Linked DNA regions of Mus musculus: all the other regions are linked to region 2. A link is a contact called in public HiChIP or PLAC-seq, Micro-C and promoter capture Hi-C data. All regions are on one chromosome and are shown on one strand. The core of a region is the stretch at or near the end of the contact, and the rest is flanking DNA. Distances in the headings are between cores, read along the strand shown.

Region 1 (3,995 bases), core at 1,413-3,912, 850 kb before region 2:
AATTGTACTTATTTTGCAATAATAATTTATTAAAAATTATGTCATATTTTCTACAAAGTAAAGATGCATGTTTCATGAGCTCAAATACAAATTTAAAGAGCTGTAAGAATAAAAAACCAAGACATGTGCTGATGGATTACTTTCATATTCAATAATAAATGCAGTTATCTTAGTAATCTTATCGTCAAATCTTAACTTAGTGTAAGTTTACCTATGTCAGTATAGCCTATGTAAAATTTCATATTTCTTTATGTTTGCCAAATGTGGACTTAGATGCCCCTGGTCTTAGGCAGTAGGTTTCTGTATCCACTATTTATACAGTAGAGTGCTTAACATAGGAACCTGAGATCTCTTTGGTTCCATGGACAATTCATGTCTTGTTTTTTTATTTTTACAGTTCATTATTCTTGCCACAGTCAACTATAGAGCTCTTGGCAGATTTATGTTTGGGGAATAAGCAGGCAAACCTTAAACCAAAGCAAAGCATCACCCTTTCTAGAGAAAATAATTATAGGAAAGAAATCTTAATATTTGGATCATATTCTCATGTCAGTATGGAAGCTTTCAAAGGCAACTGGAGACACTTGATCTTTTATGGAAACCAAACAGTAAGGTGACAAATTAACTTAAAAATGGCCCCCAAATAATCCAATTATTCATTCAGCAAATTCCCCAGTAACATATGGATTCTATGAATTTTTATCCCATAATCCTTGGGACAGTAATCAGGCGTTCAAATTTTTCTATTAACACACTATTAACACTGACTACTCAGTCATGTATGTTCAGTAGAAACACATTAGTTGCATTTGAAGGAAAAATGCTTTTTAACAATTCAGTTTTACACTTTCTATCGAAAAGCGCTAATAATTCAATGATATTTAAGGTGAACTTAGACATATTACAATTTACATCTTAAAAGTCCCTTTAATTTGTTGCGAAAGGACACATTCCGCAGGGGCAACTTTATAAGTGTGGATGGCTTTCATCCTTAATCACGCATCTCAAAATACATATTACTAAAATAGCATTTAATTAATTTTTTAAAAAATCTTATATTTGACACTTGTTAAAGGACCCTTTACTGTTACAAAAACTTCATTTTCTCTACACATTTTTGGCAAGTGGCATAAGTTAAGTTTAATCATTTTTCCATTTGAACCTTTGAGATAAATTTATATAATTAAAAAACTCAGTATGCAAAATTTAGATATTTTATAATTCAAATAATTTATCAATGTAAATTATTTTGCAATTTCTAAGCATAATATTTGAGAAGATTTTTCTCATCTTGACATTAGAAATATAAATGAATAAATCTTTAAGTTCCAAATCCACGCCAAAAAGTTCTCTAACTTTTAAACTATTTAAAGATCTGAGATGTTACTACTGAAATATTAATAAGGAAAGTGCTTAAGACTTTGTAAGAATTTTTTTCCTAATTGCTTATCAAGCAACTGAGTTTAATTTTTTTTAACTTTTCGAAGTCCAGTAACACCAAACAGAATGTACAACTCAAGTAGTTTGCCAGTCAGAATAAACTTACTAAGGTTTTCCAACTAAGGATTTTAAAAATAATCCTCACAAATCAGGTAAATGTCCTATTCTCACTGGTGGTACCACTGCCCTTGACATAAATGTGTGCTGTGTCCATTTCAAGCACTATAACCAGTCCCCAAACAAATTAGGAAACATGTTTGACACAAAACTCTTCTAAAAGCAGGCAAACATACTTTTGTTCCTTATTTAAACATTGCCTCATTTACATCACGACTATCTAGTAAAGTGTAACCTAGTTTTTAAAATCCAGGTTTACTGTGACATTTTCTGTAAAGAGCAATTAGCTAAGCTACACGACAGTCGTAATGTAGTTAGAAGTGGCCACACATAACTCATCCAACAATTCACACTAAAATTTAGGTATACTACAAATGAAATTGTGGAAATCCTTATATATCCCTCCCCGTTTAAAAGAGTAAGAGATGCAATAAATGGCAAGAGAAACAAAAAACAGAAAAACAAACAAATAAACAAAAAACCCCAGAGTAAATCACCCCCCAAGGAGTGGGGATGGCGCTAGGAAAAGTTTCAGGCCATATTAACCAGTGAGTTTCTGCGATAAATACACTGGAGGCAAAAGGACCGTGATCGCCAGGAACCTCCTTCACCCTCATCACCTTTTAGGCATCTTTTGGGCAAGCTTTCGTCGCCAGGACCCCAGTTTTCTCCAGACCTTGGCCATCAAGCGTGCCGCTGGCATCTCCCGGTCCCAGGAGCTGGGCCCAGGGTCTTCCGGGTGTCACAGCCCGGCCACGGCACACCAGCGGCACACACCGTGCCAGCGGGGCTCCGCGACCCCCGCCTCCGAGAGAACTAAGGGGACAAGGACCGGGATGCTCTCCCTCCCCACCCACCCCTTCCCCGCCGCACCCCCACTTACCTGTCTTGTCAGGGTGTGCAAGGAGCGAAAGACTTCGCAGAGGACCTCGCGGGTGAGGAGGGGGCTGGAGCATTGCTCCAGGCTCCTCTCGCTGCCGCTTGAGGAACTAAGCTCCGCAGCAGCAGCCATGACACCTTCAAAGCAGCCCCCCAACCACCGCGAACAGCGCTCACCCCACCCCTCCCTCGCGGACTTCGTCGCACTGAGATGACGTAAAACTAGAGCGTCTCACTTAGAGCTTGAGGATAGGCCCCACCCTCTGTGTGTGACAGACACACAGGAAGACCAATCAAGAGCAAGGATAGCTGTGCTCCGAGGGAACTTGTGTATGTGAAGCTGGACCTTCTGTCTGGTGGTGTTTTCTGTGGTCCACCTTGGTTTAGAAACCTACTTGGCTCTTAGATGCTCCCTGTGAATGTTGGCAGAGCCTTACTCTTAAGTGTTAGAATTTGAGTCCCGCTATTAAAATTTAAAATGTTAACAGTCGAGTTGTCTTGGAAAAAGATTGCGGGTTAGTGATGGAGCAGTGCTTTACAATTTTCTAATTACTAGAAACTTGACCCAGGATGATCGTTACTGGATAGAACATTTTCATCTCTATAAGACTGTTTGATATGAGGAATTTAAAAAGAACACAAGGGCTACATTATGCTTCTTTTTCCTACCATAGAACGACATTGATGACTACACCTGCAAAATAGTTTATGTCAAAGTTCTGACATGCAACGGGTTCTCAGTGCAATCACTGGACACTTGACCTTAAAATTGTTTCAATATAAATCCAATAGAAATATAAACCAGCCGGGCAGTGGTGGCGCACGCCTTTAATCCTAGCACTTGGGAGGCAGAGGCAGGCGGATTTCGAGGCCAGCCTTGTCTACAGAGTGAGTTCCAGGACAGCCAGGGCTACACAGAGAAACCCTGCCTCAAAACAAAACAACAAGAAAGAAAAGGAAGAAAGAAAGAAAGAAAGAAAGAAAGAAAGAAAGAAAGAAAGAAAGAAAGAAAGAAAGAAGGAAAGAAAGAAAGAAAAGACCAATTTATTCCATGTAACCACACTCTTTAAAATTAGGATATAAAACTAAATCGACTCTTGTTGGGTATTATTAGATAGCTTTATTTTAGCGAAAAAAGTTATAATTTTATAATGTAGAGTTCTATTAATTTTTTTTTCCTTTGAGACAGGGTTTCTCTGTATAACCCTGGCTGTCCTGGAACTCACTCTGTAGACCAAGCTGGCCTCAAACTCAGAAATCTGCCTGCCTCTGCCTCCCGGATGCTGGGATTAAAGGCATGCTCCACCATGCCTGGCTCTATTAAATTTTTAAAACAAGCTTAAAAGATAAAGGACAAAAGAATTAAAACTCTGGCGGCAGTGGCTCAGGCCTTTAATCCCAAAGCACTAGGGAGGTAGAGGCAGGTAAATCCCTTATGAGGCCAGCCTGGTCTACAAAGTGAGTTCCAGGACAGCAAGGGCTACACAAAGAAACCAAAGCTCGAAAAGCAAGCAGGCAAGCAAGCAAGCAAACAAACGATTTAAAACTCTTCTTCATGA
Region 2 (4,278 bases), core at 754-3,253:
ACGAGCCCGGCATGGTGGCACACGCCTTTAATCCCAGCACTCGGGAGGCAGAGGCAGGTAGATTTCTGATTTCGAGGCCAGCCTGGTCTACAAAGTGAGTTCCGGGACAGCCAGGGCAATACAGAGAAACCCTGTCTCGAAAAACCAAAATAAATAAATAAATAAATAAATAAATAAATAATAATAATAATGATGATGATGATGATGATGATGATGATGATACATGATGGCATAAATGCATCTGTGCCAAATATTTATCCAGAAATATGCAGCATAAACAGGATTAGAGTCTGATTTATTTTTTAACAGTCTTTGAGTATAACTGTGACTATACATGTTGTGATTATACAAACCAACAGAGATACCTGTAAGTCACTGGGCACAGCCTGGGATGTTAAGCAACTTTGCTTTCCCTATGGTCAAGCATATATATATATATATATATATATATATATATATATATATATATATATTTCATTTTCATAACTGTATCTTGTTAAAGTACGCAAATTATGTGACATATCTGGATGCTTTTGATACCCCAGAGATGCAGCTAGTTCATGACATAAAACTACTCAGAGTTTGAAGCACTCCATTATTTAAAAGTTCATATTTTCTTGAAAGTAAATGTTACTAAGTATATATTGAGTATCTTTTAGTCAACTTTAATACTATTTCATTGTTATAATAATTTATTAAAATAACAAAACTTATGAACTGTTACAGCCTAATATTAAAAATATTAAAAATTAGGCATACGCATAATTTAATGGCGAGCAACTTCTTCCAAGTTGCACAGTAATTATTACCAAGCTGGCTTTAACAGATCTTTTTGTAAAGTCTCTCCCACATCATAGCTCTCCACAGATTAATGTGAGTCCATTACATCAAAGGTGTTTACATTTGTTAGCACGAGCGTTTAATTTTAATATATTTATGGCGTGCATAGATCCCCAAGAAGCGCAGTAAAAAGAATCCCTGCGAAGAGAGCTATGCTAAGATCCTCTTTAGCTTGGGCCTTGGAAGAAACTTGCTAAGAAACTTAAGTAAGACCGAACTGGAACTGAATCCTTTTTTGTGTAAAATAGCTGTCAAAGCGAAGAAAAGGACGGGAGGGGGAAGCTTTCTCAAAGTCACAGTAAGTTTCAGGGACTGGCGAATCCTTTCATGCTCCATTCTAGGAACAGAGAACCCCCGGGGACCCTAGAGCAGAGCAGCTAGTGGGGACTGCACCCAAAAGAGCCGCCGCCGGCTGCTCGGCTCTTCGCAGAGGAGTCAGAGTAGAAGATTTAGGAGGACGCACTCGCACACAAAACTTCGGTTGGAAGGCGAGCCTGGGGGACAGTTGTCGGGTGGTGCGGCGGAGGAGCGGCGGGCGCGCGGGGAGCGAGCGGACAGCCTTACCTGCAGACCCTCCGGCCGCGACCTGCCTGGAGGTCTCGTGCAGTAAGCTGACGTTGGAGGCCGACATCTTCGCGACCAGGGGACCGGGTGACCAAGTTGCCCGAGCGAGCTCCTCTGAAGGCCGCCGCCGATGGAGACCGGGCCCCGTCGGTCCTGGGGCTGAACTCTTCCCGGTGTGGCTGCGATCCAGCTAAAGGCGGCGGTTCGGGCACCGAGTCGCCGCGAGGTTGGCGGAGGGGGTCCGAACTTGCCCAGCGCTGCCTAAGGCTGCCCTTTCCACCGGGGCACCGGAGGGGGAACACTGACAACTGGGGGCTGGGTAGACTTGACCTAGCTCGGTGGGTCAGGCTCGAGCTTCAAGATAGGGGCTTATGAATTTGCCTATCGAGACCTACTGCGGAGTTTGTTTAGCTGGCTGCTTATCTAAGGGCTGCCTTAGCTAGCTGCGACTGTGATGTAGCCGCGGGTGACCCTTGCCCTCCAGGCAGGCTAAAATACGGTACTATTCAAAAGAAGGGATAGTGAGGAAATTCCTCCAAGTTAGTCAACCAGAAATTGAAGGCCACAGCAACTAGATCAGAGCAGATCTGACTTACAAAGTGCAGTAACTGTGCGGGGGAAGTGGTTTTGGACTTTTATTTCATGCATAATAAACTGAGTTTTACTTACTGAAAACCATAAAGGACTTGTTATTCAAGTGTCCTGTGCCCAGTTCACAGGGTCACCACGCTGCGCACAATATGACAGACTTGTCAGAAAGCCGAGTTCTTTGGGCTTAGGGCCTAGAAACCTGTTTTAAGCAGTTCTCTGTTAGGAACAGTAGGTAGACATGAAAGAGGAGCACCAATAACCTGCTTATTTCTTTCTACAAAATGTGGAATTAACTCACACTAGCTCTTTAGAATCACTGACAAAACAAAAGTACCAGTTAGTGCCTGTTAGTGAACCACAAGGTGCAAACTGCAGTATAAGAGAAACACAGGAGTCAGATATTTAGAACGCTCACCACACCCCTGACAGGCCGGAGATGATAAGAGAAAGTACTGTGGAAACCCCGCTGCTGTTATTTCTAAAACGTAGTGTTTAATGCATATATTCTGGGCCATATAAACTGCCGTTGTTCTCTGTCAAAAACATGGGTATGTGCAATTTAAAATAATACAATGTCAAATCAAATATACGAAATGAATACTTATATCTTATTTTCATTCTTTGAGCTATTAAATGTCGGTGGTAGTGAGCTGGGGAGATGGCTCAGTCAGTAAAGTGCTTGCCATGCAAGCCTAAGGACCAAAATCCAGTTTCCCTGCACATGTAAGACAGTATTAGTCTGGGTCTGTAATCCTAGCGCTGAGAATGCAAAGATAGGCACATCCCTGGAGCTGTCTGGTTGGTGAGGTCTAGCCAAACAGTTCAGTTCAGTTATAGGTCTTGTCTCCAAAGGTAAAATGGAGAACAACTGAAGATCCCCAACAGTAACCTCTAGCTACCAAACACTCCTGTTGCATGTATCTGCTGACATACATACACACACACACACACATACCACCACATGTATACACACATGCACACACACACACCACATATACACATGCATACATACCACATGTACAGACACACACCCCACATGGACACACACATGAACACACACACATCTCCCACATGGACACACACACCCCACATAGACACACACATACACACACCACATGTATGCATATACCACATGGATACACACTCCACATGTAGACACACACACACATACCATATGTACAGACACACACACCACATGTACACACAGTTATGTGCCTGTACCACCTGACTAGGAAAGTTACATACCATGAGGAATTGGGTAAATGTGTTGCTTATGTGATCAGATACACAAAAATGGTTTGTTTTTTTAAATTTTCCACTGGGCATGGTGACACACGCCTTTAATCCCAGCACTTGGGAAGCAGAGGCAGGCGGATTTCTGAGTTCGAGGCCAGCCTGGTCTACAGAGTGAGTTCCAGGACAGCCAGGGCTACACAGAGAATCCCTGTCTTGAAAAAAACAAAAAAATAAAATAAAATTTTCCAGATTGAAAATATTCATCAATACCAAATGGACAGGCTTGAAAACATACATACAAGTCATATTATACATACTGAGCAGGTTATATTTAGAAATGTATATTATGTACATAAACATATGCATGGGGCAGCAATTAATGAAAAAATATGGATTTAAAGACAGCAAGAAAGAGTCCAAGCGAGAATGTGGAGGGAGTGAAAGGGAAACGTGTACTCATATTAAAATCTCAAAATCAAATCATTAAAAATAAAAATAAAACTAATGGCAAAAATGAAGTTGGTTACAAAAAAACAAAAAAGCCCTCTCTCCTGCTCCTCTATCACTAAGCAAATAAAAGGTTTTGAGAACTATATTTTACTAATTAAATATAGGATCTTTTTTAAAGATTTATTTATTTTATGTATATGAGTACATTATAACTGTACAGATGGTTGTGAGCCTTCATGTGGTTTTAGGGAATTGATTAGTACCTCTGCTTCTATCTGGTCAGCCCTGCTCAGGCCCAAAGATTTATTTATTATTATAAATAAATTATTATAAATAAAATAAAATATTATAAATAAGTACCAGAAGAGGGCATCAGATCTCATTATGGGTGGTTGTGAGCCACCACCTTGTTGCTGGGATTTGAACTCAGGACCTTCGGAAGAACAGTCAGTGCTCTTACCCCCTGAGCCATCTCGCCAGCCCAAAATATAGGATCTTAAATACAATATAAACCATTTCTTCAACAATTGAGGATCTCTCACATTTTAGACATAGTCCCAAAATTTTAGAGCTTACAAAAGCATTTCATTGTGAAAA
Region 3 (4,396 bases), core at 139-2,638, 660 kb before region 2:
CTCCCTTGGACACCCCCACCCCCATTTTTGTGGGGTGCCTGTGGCGCGCGAGGAAAAGGCGGGGGGGGGGGAAGGAGGAGGGAACCGAGAGCGGGAGGGCCAGAGGTGGGGTAGAGAATAACCTAAGGGGAGGGATGGAAAGGAGAACGGAAGGTGAATACTGCTTTGCAACCAACTTGGGGAGTTACAAAGTGGAACCGCGGTCCAATTTGGTCGGGGTTCCGAGGTCAGGGGCTGGCCTTTGGGGGAGAAGGGGGCTGAGGAGCAGGGAGCGGGATTTCACCTGAGCCTGCCGGGGCTGCTCCTCCCTCCCGCTGCGGCCTCCCAGCCCCGCGCCTTCCCACCGCCTCCGGACCACATCGGGCTTCGCTGCGCTGAGCCCCAGTCACCACCAAAAGAGTGTGCGAGTCTGGGGATGAACCCTGGGGCTGCACTGTTGGTCTATGTGTCTGTCAGTCTGTCTGCTTCTTCTGCCGCCGCCGTCAGAGGGACACCTCTGCTCCCCGCCCCCTTTCCCCTTACCCGAGAGAATCCCAGCGGGCGGAGGGGGAGCTGAGTAAGGGAACGACTGCCTCCGGGAGGCTGTCACCGATCCCCGCGCCACCCCCCACCAAGCTCCTGGCTCCCTAGCGGACCAGCCCCCCCAGCCCACCCCACCCCGCCGCTCCCTTTCTCCACCCCTTTTGCCGGCCCAGGCAAGTACACCGCTGGCCCTCTGAGCTACGAGGCTAAGGGTGCGGGGGATTAACAGGAGAGTCCACCACGGAAGTTGCCCCATCTCGAACAAACCTGGTGCCCCTGACCCTTGCCCATGGCCTGGATACTTCGGCTTCAGAAGCTGATGCTGTCTTTCCGAGGACATCCCAGTCCCAGCACCCCAGCTCAGATCCCCGCAGTTTTCCCTTCCGATGCTTCAGTGAAAGCCCGGGCGGGGAGCCGCGTGAGCGCCCGCAGATCCGTTGCAGAGTGGAACTGAGTCTGAACCCGGGTGGAACTCGTTGTCCGGGAGGAGGCGAATATCTCGACGCCCGCAGCCCAGCGGGCGGGAGGCTGGGCTGAGGCTCGCCTCCTCCCGGAGCTCAGCCATGCAAAAGTGCACTTGCTTCCCCGGGAATAACCAAATATCTTTGTCTAAAGTGGCGGCGTAAATGGCCGGTCGCTTTGTGGCCACGCTGGATATTAGTAGATGAGGATCATTCTGCTTCAATTGGGCGCCTCTCATCCGGCTAGGAAGAAACTGCTTAGGAGGAAGTGGGTTTCCTGTCTGAGCGTTCCCAGGCTTCAAGTGTGAGCCCCGCGCCTTGAGGGTCCTTGGGCGCCTGGCAAGGGGGAGCTGTGGGCTGTGCTCCCTAGCGGGCCCGGGGGCGTCAGCCTCATTGCTGTTACCAGGTCAGGATCAGCAGCTAAGTGGGTTACCCAGCCAAGCCCTGCATGGCACAGATTTGGAGACCACCTCCGTTTTTTTTTTTTTCTCCTTGGAATTTAAGCGTTTTCGTTATTGTTTGTTTTTGTTTTGGCTTTGCTTGTCTGCTGTTCGAGCTTTCTTGGAGCGCTAGAGGCTGGGAGGGCGGAGTGCTTCCTGGCCCGGCAGGTGCCTCCTAGACACTTCGGCGGCCAGTCAAGGAGGCTTCTTGATTTTGGTTTTTGTTTTCACATTTTCTTTCCCCTCCTTGTAGTGAGGGAGCTCCCGATAATGAACAAGCAGTTTTGAACTACTTAATTCAGCAGGGTAGGCTCCTTTCCATTAATAGCAATTATAGTATGGAAAGTTGTTTTATTTGCTTTTTAAGATCTCTCCTTGAAGAGTGCTCTCTACTCCCTCAACACAAAGCCGACGACTAAACTAACATTAGCTTTCCTCACCACCTACCTCCATCGTGAAGGGAAGGAAGGCTCTGGGCATCAGCGGGCCTCCCATCTGGGCCCGCATTTTCGAACCGCCCCCGAGGTGGCTTTGAAGCAGGGAACCCCGACTTTAAGCGGCCAGGTGCGTTGTGTCTCTGTAGCTAAGGACAAGTGGAAAGCAGAGCTCTGCGCTCTCCTTTCCCAGGGACTTCTCTGGGGGGCGCTCTCAAGATGAGCTACAGCACTTTGGTCTACAGTGTCGAGAGTGCAGGGAGGGGAAGCCACGCTAGATCAAGTGAACGGCAGAAAGGGCAGGCAAAGCATAATGCAGACCTAGTCTGAAGGCGCGACCCAGATCTGCTAGCATTGGGAACGGGATCGTCTTAGGAAGTCCCTGGTCCTCCGTCTCCATTTAACCCCGTTATTTTATAATTGTTGGTGGTCATAGGAACACCAAGGGTAGAGTGTCATTTGTCTCTCCCGGTTTTAGTGCCACTTACAGAAGGAGGTAATTCTTCAGAAGGTTTTTTGGTGAGATTTAAGCAAAATCAGGCACATCAAAACACGCCCAAAGCTTTGAGGGAAGAAAATTAAGCTCACTAACAAGGTCGATATTTCTGTGTCTGTGGTTAATATCAAATCCATTGCTTCTTCGGGGGGCCTGTTAGTCTGGAGTGAAAGGTTTGTTCAATCTTCTACAGTCTCTGAGCCGTGCAGCCCGGACCTTCAAAAACACCAGCAGGTGGCCAGTTTGGGAGAATGTACACAAGCTGCATCTTAGCCCTACTGTAACTAGGGGCCCCCATCCCCAGCCGCACAGCACTAGGTGAGGGGCTGAGCTTCAGTCAGAGTTCGAGGGGAGTGATGCCTGGCAACCCCCATGCTTTACCCTGAAGGGGAGGGGAACTGGACTGAGCTTCAAACTTCTCCTGCTGGCACCAATGCCAACAGCTCCCATCTAGAACTGGGGGTGAGGGGCTCTGTTGCACTCTGTGACTTGAACCAAATGAACTTCCCATACTTCTGCCCCTTCATAAACATCCACCATTCTGGATTATTTCCCATGAGCACTGACATCCACAAGAGTAAGCCAGAATTCTCAAGAGCCTTTGGGGGCCTGGGGGGGGTGTTGGGTGGGTGGGTGGGGAGCCACCTATTTATCTCTGAACTCATCCATGCAAAGATCTTGAGAATTCTCACCAGGTTAGTCTTTCTGACTAGAGAGCATGCTGCCTCTCTGACTCATCTTGAACAGGACCCACTCGGGTTAAACCAGAGATATTTTTTTCCCCTCTTGTAGCTGTGGATTAATTCTTAAAAACCTAGTCCACCCCTCATGGCTGGTGCCTCCTGCGCTGTCAGTAGACTGGCCTTGTGGCTAGCAGGACAGAGCTCAGCCCTCATAAGGTTATTCCCTGGTTCAGCCCCAAGGGTCCTCTTTAATCTCACTAGTTAGGAATCAAAGGGCTGCAGAGACTCAGGCTTCACCAGAAGAAGAGCAGAGTAACCATTAGTCTTTGCAGCAGTGTAGCAGAGGGACACTTCCTTCTTCCCCTCCAGTGTCTCTTTGAAAGCTCACTGGTAGAACGCTAGAGAGAGGATGTCCAAACCAGATCTACCACTTGCCACCTACACCTCAGCTTGCTTACTTCCAACTCCCATGAAACCCTTCACATCTGCCAAGGGCACTAGATGTGCTTCTTCTAATGCTGCAAAGTTCAAAATGTTATCTTACAATTCATGATTCACTTAGCAACTACTCTTGGAACCCATGCTGTATCCGATATTTGGTAGGCTAGGTCAGAGTATTTAGCCATTAACGACCTATCTATGGCCGGTCTCCACCTGAAGCTTCCATATTAGCACTAGATCACTGCAGTGATGTATAATTACTTTGTAACAAGCATTGAGAAAGGGGGCGTGTCCCAGTGAAGTTTTGTGTCCTGGATTAGCTAGGTTAGTGCTGGGGGACTTGGGGGGGGGGGTGGAGATGCCCTGGAGTAGAGCTCAGAAATCTTGGTGTCTGAGACCTGGCTTTACCACTTTCTGATTATGTGAGCTCCCACCATCCCCTGGAGCAAATCCCTTCATACATGCACATGGACACCATACATGCACATGGACACGTGCATGAATGTGTGCATACACACTGTATGTGGGGATGTGGTAGAAGCCTGCCTCATACAACTTCCTACTTTGCTGTGTCAGTGACTTAAATAATCGGTGATGAGATGCTGTGCAGGAGTTTGACCGTCTTTAAGCACATTAGCACAATGAATTATTCTAATTCAGTATTTCAGACTTCAACTTGGGGATCAAGCCTCTAAGGCTCTGTAAGAAGCAACACCCAATCCTCCGATAGCTACTGCAGGTATAGCATCTTTGCTGTGCTGTACTTGGGAGGACTTGATGGGGCTGGGGAGATGTCTCAGTGGTAAAGAACACTTTCAGAGAACCTGGGTTCTATTCCCAGTACAGGATTTATGTCTCATAACCTTCTGTATCCCATTTCCAAACAATCTAATGCCCTTTTTCAGGTCTCTGCAGGAAC
Region 4 (3,928 bases), core at 443-2,942, 580 kb before region 2:
GGACCCAGGACTCAAGAAGGGCTCCTGCAAGGGTCACCTCCTGACTTTGGTGTGGCTGTAGCTCTACTGCGGCGGACCAAACAGCAATGTCCCAAGTCTAGGGTGGCTTTAGGCACTCCGCAGCAGCCTCACCAGTTCCAGGAGACCAGAGCTGGTGGTGCTAAGTGCTGGTAGGCTGGGAAGAGGCCAAGCGCCGAGCCCGGTCCGAAGGCGGTGTAGCCTGGCACCGGACACGCAGTGGCCAGGCGTGCGCTGCACTTGTCCTGGGGCACCGCAGAGGTCCCCTCACCTCTGCCGTTGTTGCTCGGTGGCCGGTCGTGAACCAGCACGGGTACCACTACGCGGCGCAGCAGGCCGGGAGCGGCGTGCAGATCAGATGATGCTGCCATATCCGAAGGCTCTGTGATCCCAGGCGCTCGCCCTCGCTTCAGCTTGTAGCGGTGGTTCTGGAACCAGATCTTGACCTGCGTGGGCGTGAGGCGCAGGAGTCGAGCCAGCTGTTCCCGCTCCGGCGCCGACAGGTAGCGCTGCTGCCGAAAGCGCCGCTCCAACTCCAAGGTCTGGGCCTTGGAGAACAGCACCCGCCGCTTCCTCCTCTTCTCCGGGTCGGAGCCGGGGGACTCCCGCCTGAGCGAAGCCAGCTGCGACGAGTCTGCAGGGCTTGTCTCCAGGCCGCTCTCGTCCGAGGCTGGGAACCACAAAGCAAAGCAGACGTCGCCTGGTGAGAGGCCAGCCTCTACGGGTGTCTGGGACCTGTCTCCCACCCTCGTCTCCACCTGGAGTCCCAATTCTCTTGCTCCGGGCTTTGCGACCCATTTGCTTTGCTGTATTCACTTCTGGGTACCCACGTTCCCTACTCTTACCTCAACCATACTACAAGAGTAATCGGCAGACCTGAGATGATGCCCCAGAGAAACCCACCCTGGGGTCCTCTTAAAGGAATCGCAACAGTAACTGAGCTGGCAGACTAGTTTCCCACAAGCTGAGTCACCCATACCGGCCACCTCTGATTTGAAGTTTGCAAAGCCCTGGGACACAAAAGGAAGGTTTCAAATCTTTAAATATCCCGGTCTTTTCGGATCGCCAGACACCAAAACCACTACCTTCCTCAGCAGTCCAGGACCAAGATCTACTCTCAGGATGTGTGGACTCAGACGCACCACCTGTCTGTTTGAGGACCACAGAGCTTCGCGCTTGCTCTAGGGTCGAAGGAACCTGATTCTGGGTTGGGAATCTCCACTCTCCATCCCTGACCCCAGAGGCTTGGCTGGGTCCCTCCTCCGCACTCCCCACCCCCGGCCGCAGTCCTGGCTCACTCACACAGGTAGTGGCTGCACTCCGACTCCAGCCAGGCAGCAGTCTGTGGAACGCACGTCTGTTGCTCGCGCCTCACCCTAGGCTTCGCATCCTGTTCAGGTAAATTCAGGAGGCTGCGCACCGTGAAGCCGAGGCGTCCAGAGGTGGCCATGGCCGAGGAGGGGAAGAAGGTGGGGGGCAGGGTAGGCTAGGGACCCAGGGACAGCTGGGGACGCCGCTCCTAAGGATGGAAGTGCGAGGCGCTCGCCATGCGCTGGCCTTGAGACGCCAGCACCTTTGCGGGAGGAATCCCTATTTATATTAACAGCCCTTGCTACTCGGAGGGCTTTGAAAACCGCAGTCGGGGTGTCCAGGGTTTTAAGTACCTGAATGAGTGCTGGAGCGAAGCCGGGGCAAGTCCGGAAGGTGCCATCTCCGCCCCCCCTTCCCCCGCCTCCCGCTCCGCCCCGCCCGGCACCCGCCCCCTCTGCAAGACTACCTCCCAGAGGTCGCAGGAAGCTGGCCTGGTATTAGCGATTGTCTGATTAGACCAAAGTGGGGACAGATAATGGGGATTGTTACCAGTGAATAACATCTTGGGTGGCGAACAGTGACCATGGTCCTCCCAACTGAGCCCCAGCTTCCTTCTCCTCTCAGGCTGACGTGGGGCCTGGGCTGGGTGGTAGAGCTGGGGAGGGTGGAGCGACTTTATTATTCCTTGTTTGTTTTTCCCCGGAGCTTCCCTGCTGGAATGGTAGTTTCTCATAATTATTTGGAAAGTGATTTATAACTACGTTAAACTGGCGCACTTTTTTTTTTTTTTTGGTAGCATTCCTTAGATATCAGAGGATGGCCTGGTCTTTCCAGATGTCTAGGGCACAGATTTTGCAGGAGCCTACATACACACACACACACACACACACACACACACACACACACTCACCACACACAGTCTGAAAGGTCTGGAAGCCTGTGGGAGAGCTTGGGACCTGTGTCTGTCTCCTCAGGCCAACAAAACAGCCAACATCCAGGTCCCGAAATGTCCATCCTGGTCTGGCATCTATGGACCCTGAGTCTGGGACTCTGGCTGAGCTCCTCCATTCGAGGACCCAAGGGAGGTAGCAGATTTTAGGGTGGCCTACCAAAGCTTCCTTGGTATTGTCACTAGGGCTTCGTCCCTGCCCTTCATCTCCCAAGTCGGTGCCAGTTAGCAGCATAGGAAGGGACAGTGAGCGGTCTGCATTACTCACTGCTCACAGTGTAGCAGACCACACCACAGCTGCCCCGTCTGACATAGAATGGGCGGATAGGCAGAATTAGCAACAGGCCTGCCCAAAAGAAATGTGCCTGGCAGGAGATGTCTCCCAGATCCTCTAGTCACCAAGGGAACACAGATAAAATGATCCACGTGGAAGGCGGGTGAAGGAGGTAGGAGAGGGCAGAATCCGGCAGCAGCAGGCACATTCTGTTGGCCTTTCTAGTCTTCCTCTGGCTCCAGTCTAGCGCTAGAGTGCGGTCTCAGAAGCCTTTTTCTATCCAGCTAGTTATTTGGGTACCTGGTTTCTAAATTTCAGGGATGAGAGCTACATTTGGGTAGCCGCATCTGAAAACCGGGCTTTGCTGAGGCTGAATTCGAACCTGACAAGGGCGTGGCGCCCCCACCCTCACCCCCCCTCCCGCCTCACCCAGCCTGCGTCCACCCCCAGCTGCAGTCCTACCAAGCGTGCCTAAAGTGGCCGGTGGTACCGCGCGCTGGGTGGTCGGGCGGAGGCTAGCCCACTACAGGCCAACTGCTAGGCCACAAACAAAGGGGAAATGGAGCTGGGACGCCCGGACCTGTTGGAAGCATTTGTTCCAGCAAAGATTTTGCATTTGTTCAGTCCGGAATAATGCGTGATTGATGTCTGCTCACAATGCGCTTTAGCTCCCTGGGATAAATCGGAGCTTGTCCGGTGTTGTCATGGTTTTCAATGGGATTCAATGGGATTGGGAGATCGATCGACTCTGCTGGCTGTCTTTCTGTGGTCCTGGCAATAGATTTATTAGTTATGTCTTTTTAAATGAGATTAAATTGAAATGACTGTGCTGACCTCTATGCAGAAAAAACTCCTGCGGGAGCCAGAGGTTTGGCGGGAGGTGGTAGAGTTTTAGAGAAGCCTAAGCGTAGATTCCCAGACTCTGTGAACTTGGAAGCTGTGCCAGGTGAAGCCGCTCCGGCCTGGAAACCTGTGCATCCTCTGCCTCTGGCAAAATGGACAATCTTGAGATTCTCTCTCTCCGATCTACCTCCCCCCCCCCCCCCCGCTCCTGCTTTCTCCCAAGACGAATAGATTTGGTAATTTCTCAGACTATTAGTTTCTGACTTTCATTCCCTCTCGATTTTCTCTGACCTATCTATGCTGGGATTCATCGTCTGTAGACTCTGATCCACCTTGCAGGACATTCCAGGAGTCTATGTGTTAACTTTTCAGTTTGTGAAGGACTCTCCAGATGACTGTGGCCCCGCATTTAACAATTTTAGGAAGAAGCAGGATAGGCAATGTACAAGTCTTCCTTGGGATGATTGACCTCTCTTAGCCTTTTAATCTATTTAACATTCTAAAACCACACTGATGTGTAGAAATAAGCAAAT

Evidence for each region. Promoter capture Hi-C pulls out the DNA fragments that hold promoters and counts their contacts. Hi-C and Micro-C count contacts between places; a contact is called where the count stands out from the background. HiChIP or PLAC-seq counts read pairs in DNA pulled down with a chosen protein or histone mark.
Region 1: a Micro-C map of the G1E-ER4 cell line shows a contact between it and region 2, with 5 times the contacts expected there. The contact joins the promoter of Mbip here to the promoter of Slc25a21 in region 2. A contact is called at or near these places in 8 of 39 promoter capture datasets (the 3T3-L1 cell line, 3T3-L1-derived adipocytes, cranial neural crest and 4 more) and 1 of 484 Hi-C or Micro-C datasets (the G1E-ER4 cell line).
Region 3: a contact with region 2 is called in an H3K27ac HiChIP or PLAC-seq map of embryonic stem cells, with 9 times the contacts expected there. The contact joins the promoter of Nkx2-1 here to the promoter of Slc25a21 in region 2. A contact is called at or near these places in 18 of 39 promoter capture datasets (the 3T3-L1 cell line, 3T3-L1-derived adipocytes, cranial neural crest and 7 more), 2 of 15 datasets of contacts at CTCF or cohesin (pro-B cells and stem cell-derived epiblast-like cells), 28 of 484 Hi-C or Micro-C datasets (the 3T3-L1 cell line, 3T3-L1-derived adipocytes, LSK cells and 4 more), 10 of 115 datasets of contacts at active chromatin or transcription factors (craniofacial prominence, embryonic hindbrain, embryonic midbrain and 3 more) and 3 of 9 other capture datasets (embryonic stem cells, embryonic tail and embryonic trunk).
Region 4: a promoter capture Hi-C map of embryonic stem cells shows a contact between it and region 2, with 4 times the contacts expected there. The contact joins the promoter of Nkx2-9 here to the promoter of Slc25a21 in region 2. A contact is called at or near these places in 13 of 39 promoter capture datasets (cranial neural crest, embryonic stem cells, frontonasal cranial neural crest and 4 more), 2 of 484 Hi-C or Micro-C datasets (both in embryonic stem cells), 12 of 115 datasets of contacts at active chromatin or transcription factors (craniofacial prominence, embryonic forebrain, embryonic limb bud and 4 more) and 1 of 9 other capture datasets (embryonic stem cells).

Annotation. Positions count from the first base shown.
Region 1 is chr12:56,343,232-56,347,226 of GRCm38.p6, forward strand. Mbip (MAP3K12 binding inhibitory protein 1) reads right to left here and starts at 2,663. Exons shown (of 9, transcript NM_145442.2): 1 at 2,441-2,663. The coding sequence starts at 2,569.
Region 2 is chr12:57,195,469-57,199,746 of GRCm38.p6, forward strand. Slc25a21 (solute carrier family 25 (mitochondrial oxodicarboxylate carrier), member 21) reads right to left here and starts at 2,004. Exons shown (of 10, transcript NM_172577.3): 1 at 1,405-2,004. The coding sequence starts at 1,471.
Region 3 is chr12:56,535,520-56,539,915 of GRCm38.p6, forward strand. It overlaps Nkx2-1 (NK2 homeobox 1), which reads right to left and starts at 1,389. Exons shown (of 3, transcript NM_009385.3): 1 at 790-1,389. It overlaps Gm26973 (a long non-coding RNA gene), which reads left to right and starts at 1,671. Exons shown (of 6, transcript XR_872771.2): 1 at 1,671-1,987.
Region 4 is chr12:56,611,592-56,615,519 of GRCm38.p6, forward strand. Nkx2-9 (NK2 homeobox 9) reads right to left here and starts at 1,693. Exons shown (of 2, transcript NM_008701.2): 1 at 1,321-1,693; 2 at 1-688. The coding sequence starts at 1,468. The coding sequence ends at 129. All of the region lies in intron 3 of Gm26973 (a long non-coding RNA gene), which reads left to right.